Regions from separate parts of the Sus scrofa genome. Here all the other regions are linked to region 1. The links are chromatin contacts, called in public HiChIP or PLAC-seq maps. All regions are on one chromosome and are shown on one strand. The core of a region is the stretch at or near the end of the contact, and the rest is flanking DNA. Distances in the headings are between cores, read along the strand shown.

Region 1 (4,795 bases), core at 1,365-3,864:
GTGCCGCTCCCCACCCCCCATCACTTTCCCACCAGAAAGAGCAGAGTCACCAGAGCTGGCACTGAGATGAATGCATAAACAGACCTCAGTGAAAATAACAGCTACCACCCATTAATATCCCCTATATATTTCAGTCATTTCCCAAAACAGATCACCCCTCAAAACCTAAGCCCCTTGTTCGCTGTTAAATGGCATATAAACTCCTAAGTCTAACCACTTCTTGCGTTTCACTTCTTTTCTGTCAACTCCTGTGCACATAAAATATTGATAAAATTGTTGTGGGTTTTTTTCTAGTTTATCTGTCTTTGTCAGTTTAGTTCACTAACCCTCATGACAAGAATTAAGAGGGTAGAGAAAAAGTTTTTCCTCTCCGACACATCCCTTGGAATTTATTCCAAGTAAGTAATCAGAAAGTTGGTCAAATATTTACTTAGAATGTCAATCTTAACATTATTTATAAAAGTCCCTAATGAGAAAAAAACCTAATTTCCATGAAAGGGGAATGATTAAATTGTACTCTCAGAGCCTAGAATGTTAGGTGACAACTTAAATTTTATTTTCAAAAAATTCATAATAAAAGGTAAACATGGGAGTTCCCATTATGGCTCAGTGGTTAGCGAATCCGACTAGGAACCATGAGGTTGCGGGTTTGATCCCTGGCCTTGCTCAGTAGGTTAAGGATCCAGTGTTGCCGTGAGCTGTGGTATAGACTGCAGATGTGGCTCAGATCCTGTGTTGCTGTGGCTGTGGCGTAAGCCGGCGGCTACAGCTCCAATTAGACCCCTAGCCTGGGAACCTCCATATGCCAAGAGAACGGCCCTAGAAAGGGCAAAAAGACCAAAAAAAAAAAAAAAAAGGTAAATATGTTCATGATATTATGTTTCGTGAAAAAGCAACTTACAGTTATATAAGCTCTGCATATATAAAACTGTATAATGACAAGATTTTATAAAAATCAAAAATATAATAAAAAAGGGCAAAATAGAAATGCATCAAAATATTAGGAGTTGTCTTCTGGTGTTAGAATTATTAGTGATTTCTCTTTTTGTTGTTGTTGTTAGTGATTTCTCTTTTTGTTTGTTGTTGTTGTTTGTTTGTTTTTGCTTTTCAGGGCCGCACCTTCTGCATATGGAAGTTCCCAGGCTAGGGGTTGAATCAGAGCTGCAACTGCCAGCCTACACCACAGCCACAGCAATGCAGGATCCCAGCAGCGTCTGCAGCCTACACCACACATCACTGGCAACTCCAGATGCTTAGTCCACTAAGTGATGGAACCTGCATCCTCTTGGATCCTAGTGGGGGGGTTGTAACCACTGAGCCGGGACGGGAACTGCAATGATTAGCGATTTCTTTCCCTATTTTTCTACAATGATAGTAAAATCGCTACCACATATATTTACATAATACATATGTTAACTACTATTAGGTACATTAATTTTAGGGAAAAAAGAGGCCCTACAGTAATTCTGAGGGAGTTACAGGTGCCCAAAGCACAAAGCACGTTTGGAAAGTTACTCTGTTCAGATAGATTCGCGCAGGTAAGGACTGGTCTCGAAAGGCAACTTTGCTCAGAGGCAGGCAGTCCAATTTAGTTTGGCTTTCAGTTTCCTTTTGAAAATAAAACTACTAGAAACCGAAACAAACCCGAGGCTCCTCGGGAAAACGAAACTGGTGAGTTGCGCTCTGGCTGCGCGGAGCACCGTTCTCCCGGCTCCTATGGCCAGGCGGACCCAAGGCTCCCAGCCCCGCCACCTGCCTGACCCCGCGCCCCGCACCTGCGTCCCGGCGCTCACCTGGTCGCTCCCCGCGCTGCACGCCCTTCCGGCCCAGCTGGCCGTGGCTGTTGTCCCCGCACGACTGGACCGCGCCGTTGCTCAGCAGCAGCAGAGAGTGCCGCTCCCCGCTGGCCGCCTGCAGCAGCGCGTCGCCTCCCGGGCCCGCCGGCCCCGGGTTCTGCGACCTGGGGCGGTCCCCGCTCCAGCAGAAATACATCGCGCTCCCGCACACAGCCGCCTGCCCGAGTCCTTGCGCTCCTGCCCGCTCGGCCAGCAAGTCAGACGGATGTGCGCTGACTTTCCGGAAAACACCAGGCTAAGTGAACCGCGCCCTTGCTGAAAGCGCGCTGGGGTCCAGCTCGCTCCCCGCCCTCTGTCCCCAGCACTGCCCCGGCACTCGTCATCCCGACGCCTCCCCACGAACCGCTTTCGGAATCAAACGTAAGCCGGCAAGTGCTAAGGAGCAGAGGGACCCCAAAAGAAAAGCGTCTGGATTTGCATCCTAGCTAAGCCGTTTACAAGCTGTGCGACTCTGAGCAAGATACTTAACGATTCTGTGCCTCCGCTACCATGCCAATGAAATGTGGACAGTAATACAGCAAATCTAACATAATTTAATAGATAATATTGTGTTGGAATAATGCCTAGAGTACTTAGTAAAAGCATCAGCATGCCTCTTCTAGACTGTTTTTGGCACTGAAAGTGCAAAATCCTCGTGATGCTTGTATTCATTCTCCTGTTTACATGCAAATAAACAGTAAAATGTCAAGTGGCCACATGAAGAAAAATAAAACAGTAAAGGAACAGAGGATAGGGACAGAAAGAATTAGCGTTTTTGATAAGATATCAGGGAAGGGCTCTCTGATGAAGTGACATTTGAGCAGAGAGCCAAGGGCCTGGGAAAGGAAATGAGTGAAATGAGTCATGTTCATATCTGGGATGAAGGGTGAAGTGGAGCATTTGGAGACTTTTGAGCAGAGAAGTGATATGATCTTTAACTTTAAAAGAATTACTCTGGGAGTTGCCGTCATGGCTCAGCAGTTAGCGAACAGACTAGCATCCATGAGGACGCAGGTTCAATCCCTGGCCCCACTCAGTGGGTTAAGGATCCGGTGTGGCCGTGAATTGCGGTGTAGGTCACAGACACTGCTCAGATCTGGCGTGGCTGCGGCTGTGGCTGTGGCACAGGCCGGTGGCTACAGCTCTGATTCGACCCCTAGCCTGGGAACCTCCCTATGCCGCAGGTGCAGCCCTAAAGAGCAATAAATAAATAAGTAAGTAAATAAATAAATAAATTTATTTTAAAAAATCACCTGGAGAACAAAACTGTAAATGTAATGTGCAGTTTCTGTCCCCAGTACTAAGTACAGTGTGTGCCACAGTAAAAGAACTCAAATGTCAGCGAGATAGTGAATAAAGAAATAGAGAAAATTCTAGAAAAAGTAGAATTCTCAGTTGACTGTGTTCACGCACTTGGAAACCGTAGCTCCCATCTATAATCATGTTTACCATGGGTTGACTAATTTATATAAAATATCTAATTTGATTCTTTCAAGGGGTTTTCTCAGTTAAGGTTCTGTGGGTTGCGAGTGACGGAAAACATGACCTAAGTTCGCCTAAGCAAAAGGGAAATTTACTGGTAGATTGTATTGTTATTATTCAAAAATATTTGCTGTCCTCTCCACCCTGTGGCGTCAAGTTGGAGCATGTGAATTTGCTCTGGCCAATGGCATGCAAGCAGGAAATGTCTTCCAGGCAGACCATTTAAGAGCCAGTACTTGGCAGACACTGTAAGTCGACTATGGTGGAAAAAATAAAAATCATTTTCAAAAGGGCCAGTTCTTATTTTCCCTACTCTCTTTTTTCCTCCATGACAATAATTGGTGATTTTCTAGATAGAGATTGTTCCATCATTCTGGGTCCCAGGTCAAAACAAAAAAAAAACAAACAAGCTTCAACAGGGTTGCAGCTAATCGATGTACTATAAATGAGAGAGAAATCTTTGTTCTTATAAGCCCCTGAGCTTTTGGGGGGTGTTCCTTAGCCTCTTCTGACGGTCACATAACGGAGACGCCTGTCGGCACGGCTGATTTCAGGAAGTGCTGTCAACAAGGACTGTCAACACAGTTCTGATCGTGTCACTTAACTTTTTGCAGGGTGGTCGGCCTAATGGTATGGAATGATAAACGCAAAATCTTCTGTGTGTAATTTAAGGCCCTCTGTGATTCGCTGGTAACTGCAATTTCATTCATTCATTCTCTCTCTCCCTTTCTCTCTGTCTCTGTCTCTGTCTCTGTCTCTCTCTCTCTCTCACACACACACACACACACACACACACAGTTTACTGTCACAATGAACAGCTCGCCTTTTCCTACTTGATTTTTTCCAAATCCACGCCTTTGTTCATTCTGTATCATTCCGAGAAGAGGGTTTTCTTCTCGCCTTTTCTGTTTATGAAACGATGTGTGTCTCAAATGCCCCATCTCTGTGAAGTGCTTCGTGGACTCCACAACATCCAGGACGGCTTTCTGGGCAACGGACGATGACCTCCGAAGCCACGCTCCCCCCGACGTGACACTGCTCTCACTCCGTACCGCTCTGCTGTGTCACCATGGCCCAGCCAGCCTGTGCAGCCACACCAAATCCTAGCGACGGGTCTGTTACACAAAACAGCGCGTGGCCCTTCGTAAATACCCAATAACTATTAGATGAATTAATTAGGTAAAGCTTGCAGTTAATTTTTTAAAATATTTACCAAATATCCACGAGGGGTATAACAAGGAACAAAGAAAATATAATTATTATCTACATTAGTATTTATTTTATTTATTTTGTCTTTTTGCCAAAATGATTCTACATTTTGACACTCCTGTGGCATATGGAGGTTCCCAGGCCAGGGGTCTAATCGGAGCTGTCACTGCCTGCCTACACCACAGCCACACCAACGCCAACGCCACATCCAAGCCACGTCTGCGACCTACACCACAGCTCACGGCAACACCAGATCCTTAACCCACTGA
Region 2 (4,795 bases), core at 953-3,452, 420 kb after region 1:
TCAAGAGTTTGCCTTGGTTTTATGCCTGGTGAGAAAAATGTGATCTGAAGTCATCTGACAAGCACAGCGGATATAAACAGCATAAATAGACTTCCTTTTTTCCCTATAATCAATAGAAATTTTATATCATTCCTTTTGTTCTCTTTAAAAAATTAATGTATAGTTGGTTTATGATGTTGTGCCAATTTCTGCTGTACTGCAAAGGACTCAGTAAATTCTTTTAAAATATGATTTTCCATCATGGTCTATCCCAGGAGATTGGATATAGTTCCCTTTGCTCTGCAGTAGGACCTTGCTGCCTATAGATTTTCTTTTTATGATGGCCTTCTCAGCAAATATCTTAGGAGCTCTTGGGACTGTTCTGGTTATACCAACTCACCAATGTGTGAGGTGAATTTTAAACTTGACCTGCCCCCAAGTACAGCAAAAGATGGAATTTCGTGCTACTGGAACAGTGTGTTGACTCATGGGAACAAAAAACCACACAAGTTCATAGAACTCATTTTACGTAAATGATAATGGCCCAGAGCAAGATTTTATTCTATTAAAATATTTAGTTTGGTTTTAGGAGATGACAGTAATTAAAAGCAATCCTGTGCGTGGTACTGGCCTAGAACCGTAGCAGGCATTCAATACATACTTCTAACTTATTTTGTTTAACTATGAAATAAGTAAAATTGCCGTATGTTTGTAGTATATCTTGCACCAGTGGCATCGACAATTTAACCAGATGATAAACCTTAAAGATACTCACCAGCTTTTCCTCCGAGCTGCCAGAATTAGTCTGTTTAACCTTTGAAATAGAACATGGGAAGAAAGATTACAGTGAGAATGAGTTCCTGGCACACTGAAGCACACAATTCATTTATTTGGGGGAATTCTGTTTAAGATTCAGCTGTACTCACTGGAAGGGCAGAGGCGAAGCCCCAGAGGCAGAAGGCTATCACTGCAATTCTCATGGTAATGATTTTCCTGCAAAATACTTTGTAAGAAATATTTGATCTTCTCCTAGGTTAAAACAATGACATCTTTTCAAGCCACCACATTACAAAATAATCACGAAAAATATATATATATATTTTTTTCCTATAGAAATACTCTCTACTACTTAGAGAAAAATTTTTTCTTTTTAATTTTATGATCCTTTGAGTTAATATTTGTTAGGGCACCTCTATTTTCCATCTCTTACTGTTAGGCAAGAGAGAGGGGGATTACATACAAGTCTTATTTAGTCCCCTTTAAAATGTAGAGTTTCAGAGATATGCCATCACTACCCGATATCTCCAGCCATCTAAACCTAAAAACAGATCAACAGTAATTTAATTAAAATAATAAGCTAGAAGGGGAACACATTTTTTTTCAAAGACGAAAAATACAAAGAGAAAGAGGGAAAATAAAAGGAAAGAGAGAAAGAAACTTGCTGTCTCCATTTTCCAGCATGCATTTCAAGGGCGATTTTTCAGCTTAAATTATTTAAAAGGTGCTACTTAAGTGAAATGAAGCTGTCTCTAGAGTTAGTAATTTAAGTAAGGTGTTCTAAAATTTGAAATGAAAAATTAAACACTGAGAGCAGTTCACAGCCTTTCTATTTGTAAGTCTTCATAATGTCATGTGGGTATTTTGGTGAAAATGTTAACAGCTAAATACAGGGGTGAAAATATTCAGAAAGGGTTTCTTTCCCTTGAAAACAGGTAAGTCAAGTCATTAAAAATTAGCATTATCACCAGCTTAACATTACCACTAAATATTATTTTCCTTCTAAATGTCTCCACCATCAACTGTCCATTTAAAATGATGCAGATACCATCGTAGCTACATATAATACATAGGCATAGAATTTTATTTTTTTTCTGATGGCAAGAAGTAGTTATAATTCTTTTGAGGACTCCGTGGACATATTTTTAAGTTTTATATTTGACTGTCTTTCAAAATAGCCAGTCACCTTTCCCGCAGGAGATCTGCCCTGGATCTGACATGCTTGTTGGAAAGACTCTTAGAACAATTTTAAGTCTGATTACCAGCGTTTGCGGTTAAACCCTTCTCCTGACAACTTGACCTTCCCCGTGAAATGAAACAGTGCCTACCTACGACAGCAACCATCAGCGGGCTGTAGGCTTACCTTGGTCTGCAGCCCCGCGAAGAGTCCAGTCCCGGGAGCAATGCTGATGCGGCTGTCAGTGCTGCCCTCTGGCCTCCGCTCGCTGCTGACAGCCTGGACCTCCCCTGAATTTAAAGGCTGCACCAGACATCCGCCACCAACACAGGGGGCGGAGAGATGTGTCATGAGGTTTGTGCCACTGCCCAACCCACTTGCTCCCACACTTCCCCCTCTGGTTTTGTGGTTACAACACACACACACACACACACACACACACACGCCCTCTGCAGTTAAAACATTACTTATGTACAATGTCATTAACTAGCTTTTTCGTGAATAGGATTGGCTCTCAGCATCCTGGAAGGGCATCTCTGGGTCCCCTAAAAAAGCGGGGGGCGGGGAGAGAAATGACTAGTTCTTACAAAGACTATATTAACTCTGAATTAGAAGAAAAAATATTACAGAAATCAGTCCTAAATAGAATTAAATAGGATGGATTTTTGTTTCTTTTGGTTGAAATAACAGATTAAGGTAATATATGCAACCAAGTTTGCCTTACAGTTGTACTTATTTCTGGCGACAAGGCTATATTGTTCAGGCACACAAAGAGTTCTGCCAGCTTCTCTCCATTTCGACTAAAGCTCTGTTTTGTGATTCCAAATGTGCAGCAGCTTGTCATTTAGACAAGTGGCATTGGTCACGTTCAAATCCACGTTCATGTCTATTAAATCGGATTTACCATTGTAAATCCGAGACCTTTCAAGGACATGGATTTTTGAATGGTTTGGAGGTGATGAATCTGATAATTGCTATGTCAGACAGAAGAATGGTAATTTATTCTCAATGTGGCAGAAGTCAAGCAGTTTCTGACTGAGGGCAGGGTTACTGCTTGAAAGTGATGCTTCAGAAACAAGACATGGCTTTGCCTGCCATCCTGCTGCTAATTAGCCCTGTAACTTTGGGCAAATCACTGAGCCTTTCTATACCAGTTTCTTCATCTGTCAAATATGCATGCTATTACCTTGTTCATGGAGGTTTTGAGAGGTTTAAGTGAATTAGTGTGTGTAAAACTAATGATACTTGGCACATATATGCAAATGCCTTGCATATTTTAAACTGTATAATGTGTTAATTATTATTAAAATTTTTAGGAGGAACAGGTAGTCATGATTTGTGAATCTTTAAATGGAATAGGCTATTAAAATGCGACCAGATGTAAGGTTTTTTGGTTGTTTTTTTTTTAAGGGCTGCACATGCTTCACATGGAAGTTCCCAGGCTAGGGGTTGAATCGGAGCTGCACCTGCTGGCCTGCACCACAGCCACAGCCACGCCAGATTGGAGCCATGTCTGCGAACTACACCATAGGTCATAGCAATGCTGAATCCTTAACCCACTGATGGAGGCCAGAGATCGAACCTGTGTCCTCATGGATAGTAGTCAGATGCATTATCGCTGAGCCACAAATGGGAACTCCAGATGTAGCATTTTTAAACTGTGCACATCAACAGGCTAATTGGCACACATCTGCGGGAATGGATTAGGTTTCTGAACTGTCTTTTTCTAGTGTTTTTTCCCAGGATATATAAAGTTGGTTACTTAAATGAAAATTAAATATAAAATTTTATATTAAAAAACTTTACTGGGTATTGAAAAAGTGTTTGAAAGAAAACTGGAGATGAAAGTTGAATATTGGAACAAAGTTCAGGGTAGTAGAGCTCTGAGCCCATTTGAAACATTTAATATTGTTTGACGTTACTTACCCTCTTCATCTCCCTTTCTCAGTTGTGAAAGGAGCTTGCAGTAGTCATTTATCTCACACCTCCACTGTAAGACTCACGTGTAAGATGAGACTGAAGATAAATGGTCCTATTTATTATTAGTCCTAAGGAGTCAGTTCCTATTTACCAAATATTCATTTTAACATAAATACAGGTTAAGCAATTTTTTTGCAGTGCTAGTATAATTAATCCATAGATTTGTTGGGTGGAAATGTCACTTTCAAATTGGATGCATTTCAAATGAATTGATATTGTTGCTTTGTGAGTGCTAAGCACACATTTTAATAATTCGGATGGCAGCTGTCTCTATAAAATATAAAGTACACAGGTTATCAGGTTGCAAAACCAGATTTCTCATTTCTGCTCTTAAAAACTGTTTTTTCCCTTTAAACACATTACTCACTTAAGTTTGTCATATTGTCAGTGTCGTGGAGGGAAGTTCACAAATTCTAAAAACAGCCAAGATTTCCGCAGGATTCACTATGGTTTACTCTGTGCCCACGGGAATGGTCTAATATGAACGTAGACAGTTATAGGAATAGATTCTGCTGGAGTCCAGCCACCCTGCGCTGAACCATATGACCCATAGGGCTCTTCCGGTCATGGCTCCGAGGTGCCACACGATGGCAGCATTTCGGAGAAGGACCTGAGACCACGGTCTGGTTCCGTCAGTGACTCCGGCAGGACGGAACGATCATGCATTTAATGACCGAGCCATCAAACAACTGTGAGGCCCTCCATTTCTTGGAAAGTCAGGTGAGGAACTATTTCCCAACAACGACGCGCTACACATTAACAGGGAACACGGAGGCCAAGAGAAGCAGAGCGTTCTTTTCTGCTCTGTTGTCTTTAGCAACCGCAGGTGGACGTGATGGGCTCCTTCCCCGCTTCCCACACTCGCTCAAGAGCTGGTCTCCC
Region 3 (4,795 bases), core at 1,676-4,175, 370 kb after region 1:
GGCCCTAAAAAGAAAAAGAAAAAAGAAGAGTTTAGCTCCAGGAAGTGTGTGGTGTCACGCAGCCATCGTGAAAGAAGGGATGCAGTTCCAGCTGCATCAGAGTCAAGTGGGTTCCACGCTGAACAGCCTGTAGGAAGGTTCGTTTCATGCGGAAGGTATTTCTGAAGTGGACACGGGTGTGGCTTGAGAGGCGGTGGCAGAGTGGTTAGGTTATTGTGAGAATTTATTCTTTTTTTAGGGCTGCTTCCCGCGGCCTATGGAGGTTCCCAGGCTAAGGGTCAAATCGGAACTGTAGCTGCCGGCCTACACCACAGCCACAGCAACAGGGGATCCTTAACCCACCGAGAGAGGCCAGGGACTGAACCCGTGTCCTCATGGATACCGGGCAGGTTTGTTTCCACTGAGCCACAATGGGAACTCATCTATTGTGAGGATTAAATGAGCCTCCGTGTAGGAAAAGCGCTTGGAACTGTGCCGAGCACAGCTGGTTTCTAAAGTGTTAGCAAGTGTTAGTATTATTACTGCTCCCATTAATATTGTTATGGCCATGAGTTTACACGTATTTTTATGTCTTAAGCATTATTTTACTTACATATAACACATTTTTATATATTTTAAACACATTTTTATACTTAATAACATATTAAAACATATCAAATCACATATTTTCTGTATTTTACCAACTGACTCTAGTGAGGCTTTGATAATGAGTTGATGCAAAGGCTTCACAAAGCCAAACGAATTCGGGGTTGAGGAGGAAGACTGTGGGTTAAGAAGTAGGGTAATGGGGAGTTCCCATTGTGGCGCAGTGGTTAACGAACCCGACTAGGAACCATGAGGTTGCGGGTTCGATCCCTGCCCTTGCTCAGTGGGTTGAGGATCCGGCGTTGCCATGAGCTGTGATGTAGCCTGCAGATGCGGCTCAGATCTCGCGTTGCTGTGGCTGTGGTGTAGGCCAGTGGCTATAGCTCCGATTGGACCCCTAGCCTGGGAACCTCCATAAGACCACCCCCCCTCCACCAAAAAACAGAATAAGAAAACATTCTTTTCAGCCCCACATCGCATAGGGCATGCTAACGCCAAATATGAATTAGTGAATAATTCTTGTTCTTAGTAAGGCCAAATGAGAGCTTATTGCAAATGTCCCTTCACTTCCACGTGCAGAAGGGTTACACATGCAAAACGAGGCAATGATCAGTAACACCGAAGTTACTGTCACAGCGAAGAGCCTTCAGAGTCTCCTTCGGGAACATCAAGATCCACAACACTGAGAAAAGCAAAGACTCATTCACATGTGTTCGTAACAGAGCAGGGGGTTTGGTGCTGTTCTCAAACCTACCACAATGATCACAACATCCAGGCAATTCCAGAAACTCCTGAAATAGTGCAGCTTGTGAATGCGGATTTCCAGTATCTCTTCCACCACATAGTAAAGGATAAAGAAGCAAAAGATAATCTCGCAGGCTGCCAGGAAGAAGTCGAAAGTTGTGACATACTGGATCAGCTTTACAGGCTGAAATTGCCAAGATGGAATCACTCCGCCTGTGGCTGGGAACTCGACCAATAACCTGCGTTGCAACAAGAACAATTAAAACAATAGCCGCATCAGCACTGACAACACGTGGAGGCAGCCAGGAAAGGACACCATCTATTCTGTCCCTGCATGAGAAGGTAATAAAACCGCAACCGCAACTCACCCCAAATGAGTGGCAAACTATTTTTATGACAGGAACTCCATCCTTGTAGAATTCTGTGTCACAAAAGGAATAAGACTTCCTGGGGCCTCTCAGATTAAAGAGATCCTTCCTTCTCAGTCTCCCATTCACTTTTCTCAAATTTATACCACTCAAAATGTTGTATGTACTTTTTTTTTTTCTTTTTAGGGCCGCACCTGTGGCATATGGAAGTTCTCAGGCTAAGAGTCAAATAAGAGCTGCAGCTGCCGGTCTACACCACAGCGCACAGCAACGCCAGATCCTTAACCCACCGAGCAGGGCCAGGGATCAAACTCGTATGCTCATGGATACGAGTCAGTTTCGTTTCCACCGAGCCACTATGGGGACTCCGTATACTTGTTTTTTAAATGCAGAAGTTAATCAACAAACAAGCCTTTCTAGGACTTCTATTAAATGCCAGTCATTCAAGTAGGCAATGAAAAACATAAATATACATCATCTTCATAAATAGGATGAGAAGTAGGATGAGAATTTCATATACATATAGAGATAGCGACTGAGTTTCTCATTCATGCACTTGGTAACAACAAAGGAGCACGGGATAATTTGCCTAGGGGGTACTTTGGCTATTGAGACTTAGAGCCTTATAGTCAATCGGTGTTTGGTAAATGTCTGACTGTCTGACCCAGTAACCTACGTTTTCACATTCATAGCCTTGGCACCGGTCTTCAGCGCTTTATCAGAACTGAAGATGTTTCTTGCCAAATTCGCATTGTCACAGAGATGCGAATTGTCATTCGTAGATGTCACAGAGAAAGTTACATGATCCACTTAATGGTACAATCTCCCCATCGCACTGGAAATAGAATCTCTAGCTCCCTAATTTTAGGACATCTGCAAAACCTCTAGTCCACGCAGGCGTCACCATCTCTCCCATGACAGGACGGGCGGGACAGGTGGCCACTCCTAGAAGCTGAGTGTCTAGGGTTCAAGCATGAGCAATAATCAAGTACAGGTAGGGACCATGGCCAGTGAGAGCTGGTCAAAGCACGAGCCACCTTCCTTCCTTTGCACTATCCGCCTGCTGGCTTCTTCCTATTGGATGTGCTGGAGAGCGGGGCTGAGAACCACACACTCAGGACAGCAACACTGAAACAAAGAGTCTCGTGACAGCCGCTGTGTGAACGTGCAAGGCAGGAAGTGGCTGCTGTGTGCTGAGTCACTCTCCCAGCTCCAGTCTGATTCTGCACTGTCACCCCCTCCAGAAACTGAAGCAACAGTTAAGAGAAATGAAGCAACTGCCTGGACAACAGTCACTCGGAAAGCATGTGGAGGAAGTGAAAGACATACTCGTTTATACCTTCTATAAATAGATATTTCCTTAAATGTCAGCGCGTCCTGCCTGCTTTTTAATCCTCTTCCTGTGCTCCCTGGAATCATTCATAATTGCAGTAGATTTTCATACATTTTTTAGTGATAACTCTTACTTGATTTAATATGATATTATTTTCTACCAAAGTTGTTACAGACTGGGAAAATCCAACGAGCTCTGTAATGCAGAGTTGAGTTTAGCCTCAAAAATAATCACCAAATAAGGACATCACGAGAATTTATCCTTCTTGTTTGGCGGAAGTAATTCATGGCGACAACGTTTGGATGTTGCTGCCACGTTCACCTGGAGGATTAAAGTGGGTGAACTCAGGATTCCTCTTGTCTCGTCCCACTTTTTTAGAGCATGTTTTACCTTCTAATATGCCATTTAATTCATTTGTTTTTATTGTTTTTCTCTCTTACCTCTCTTATCTAGTTGAATGTGAACTCTACAAGGGCAGGGATCTTTATTCTGTTCACCGATGCCTCCCAAGAGTCTTGAACAGCGCCTGGCACATACTGAATGGCCACTAAATGCTCGCTGAATGAATGCATGAACAAGAAGCCCCAGGCAAGCCAGTGGGGTCTTTGCCAGCGTCCTATCACCGGAGCAGTCCTGATCGCAACGTCATGGGGTCTGTAGAAGGAACGTGACCCGCTCTTGGTAGATCTCAAACACGAGCAGATCCTCGAATAGGAACCCAGGCATCGCTCCTGCCTACTGCACCTGTGTTCTAATAGCATGCGCTTCATCAGAGAGTGGGAAACTAAGGGAGCGGAATCAAGATTTGATGGCTGGGGGCCTCGGTAACAGAGCACGGAGCACCAATCATCCTTCACGTGGGAAAGGGTAGATGTTAGCCAAACACAGTGCTTTATCTGGGAATGTTCCAGCTTTGGGATGCACCTGGCCCAGACCTAAGGTTCCTCCCAACTTAGAATATTCAAGGATCCTAACTTCCTTCCGCCAGATATCCCTATCCTGGGAAGCTTGGTTTCCGCCCCACCTTGCTGTCAGCTCTGATCCGTGACATTCTCATTTAGCCAACGGCAGGCAGCCGTGCTCTGGCCTATTTCCACCCTAGGATGGATACAAACACACAGAAGTGGGAAGGATGCGTGTGGCCTTGTACACACCTGATCACACAGAACAGGTTGATGTTGGCGTTGTACACGGAAAAGTCAATAAACGTTGCGCGGGTTCCTCGGTCCAGCCAGGCGTGTTTCCTGAGGTGAGCCAGCTGAGCGGCCGTTTCCTCTCTTGTTCTCGACAAATCCAGGTAATAGCCAGCTCCGCTGTACGTCGTGAGCATTCCCCAGTGGCTACTCCCATTCAAGTCTTTTTCGCTTGTGTAGATCCAACTAATGAAAAAACAGAATGAGAACAAACCAAATGGATAAAATCAAGGAAGCCAGGGGCTATTACAAAGACAACTGGTTCCTGGTAAGATAAGAGTATGGAATAAATAAATTCCCATCAAGCTGGGTAATGTGAGTATTTTTCTTTCTTTCTTTTTGGTCTTGTCTTTTTTAGGGCCGCACCTGCGGCATGTGGAGGTTCCCAGGCTAGGGGTCGAATCGGAGCTGTAGCCACTGGCTTATGCCAGAGCCACAGCAATTGGGATCCAAGCCGTGTCTGTGACCTATACCACAGCTCATGGCAGCGCCGGATCCTCAACCCACTGAGCCAGACCAGGGATCGAACCCGAAACCCCATGGCTCCTAGTCAGATTCGTTAACCACTGTGC

Evidence for each region. HiChIP or PLAC-seq counts read pairs in DNA pulled down with a chosen protein or histone mark.
Region 2: a contact with region 1 is called in an H3K27ac HiChIP or PLAC-seq map of alveolar macrophages. The contact joins the promoter of SPP1 here to the promoter of HERC6 in region 1. A contact is called at or near these places in 1 of 5 promoter capture datasets (fetal liver) and 1 of 2 datasets of contacts at active chromatin or transcription factors (alveolar macrophages).
Region 3: a contact with region 1 is called in an H3K27ac HiChIP or PLAC-seq map of alveolar macrophages. The contact joins the enhancer-like site here to the promoter of HERC6 in region 1. A contact is called at or near these places in 2 of 5 promoter capture datasets (fetal liver and fetal skeletal muscle), 16 of 47 Hi-C or Micro-C datasets (alveolar macrophages, blood, brain and 11 more) and 2 of 2 datasets of contacts at active chromatin or transcription factors (alveolar macrophages and skeletal muscle).

What each region holds. Positions count from the first base shown.
Region 1 is chr8:130,662,977-130,667,771 of Sscrofa11.1, forward strand. It overlaps HERC6 (probable E3 ubiquitin-protein ligase HERC6), which reads right to left and starts at 2,615. Exons shown (of 22, transcript XM_021100765.1): 1 at 1,794-2,615. The coding sequence starts at 1,992.
Region 2 is chr8:131,083,062-131,087,856 of Sscrofa11.1, forward strand. It overlaps SPP1 (secreted phosphoprotein 1), which reads right to left and starts at 2,203. Exons shown (of 7, transcript NM_214023.1): 1 at 2,120-2,203; 2 at 906-972; 3 at 755-793. The coding sequence starts at 959.
Region 3 is chr8:131,028,631-131,033,425 of Sscrofa11.1, forward strand. PKD2 (polycystin 2, transient receptor potential cation channel) reads right to left here. Exons shown (of 15, transcript NM_001245979.1): 5 at 4,185-4,409; 6 at 1,340-1,568. Among named protein-coding and RNA genes, the nearest start is that of PKD2, 28 kb to the right of the region's middle. Within about 2 kb of position 2,926, at least 37 of the 83 cell types and tissues checked have an H3K27ac peak or open chromatin away from gene starts, as enhancers often do. A contact at or near this core is called in alveolar macrophages, embryonic fibroblasts, fetal liver and 3 more, where this site is marked.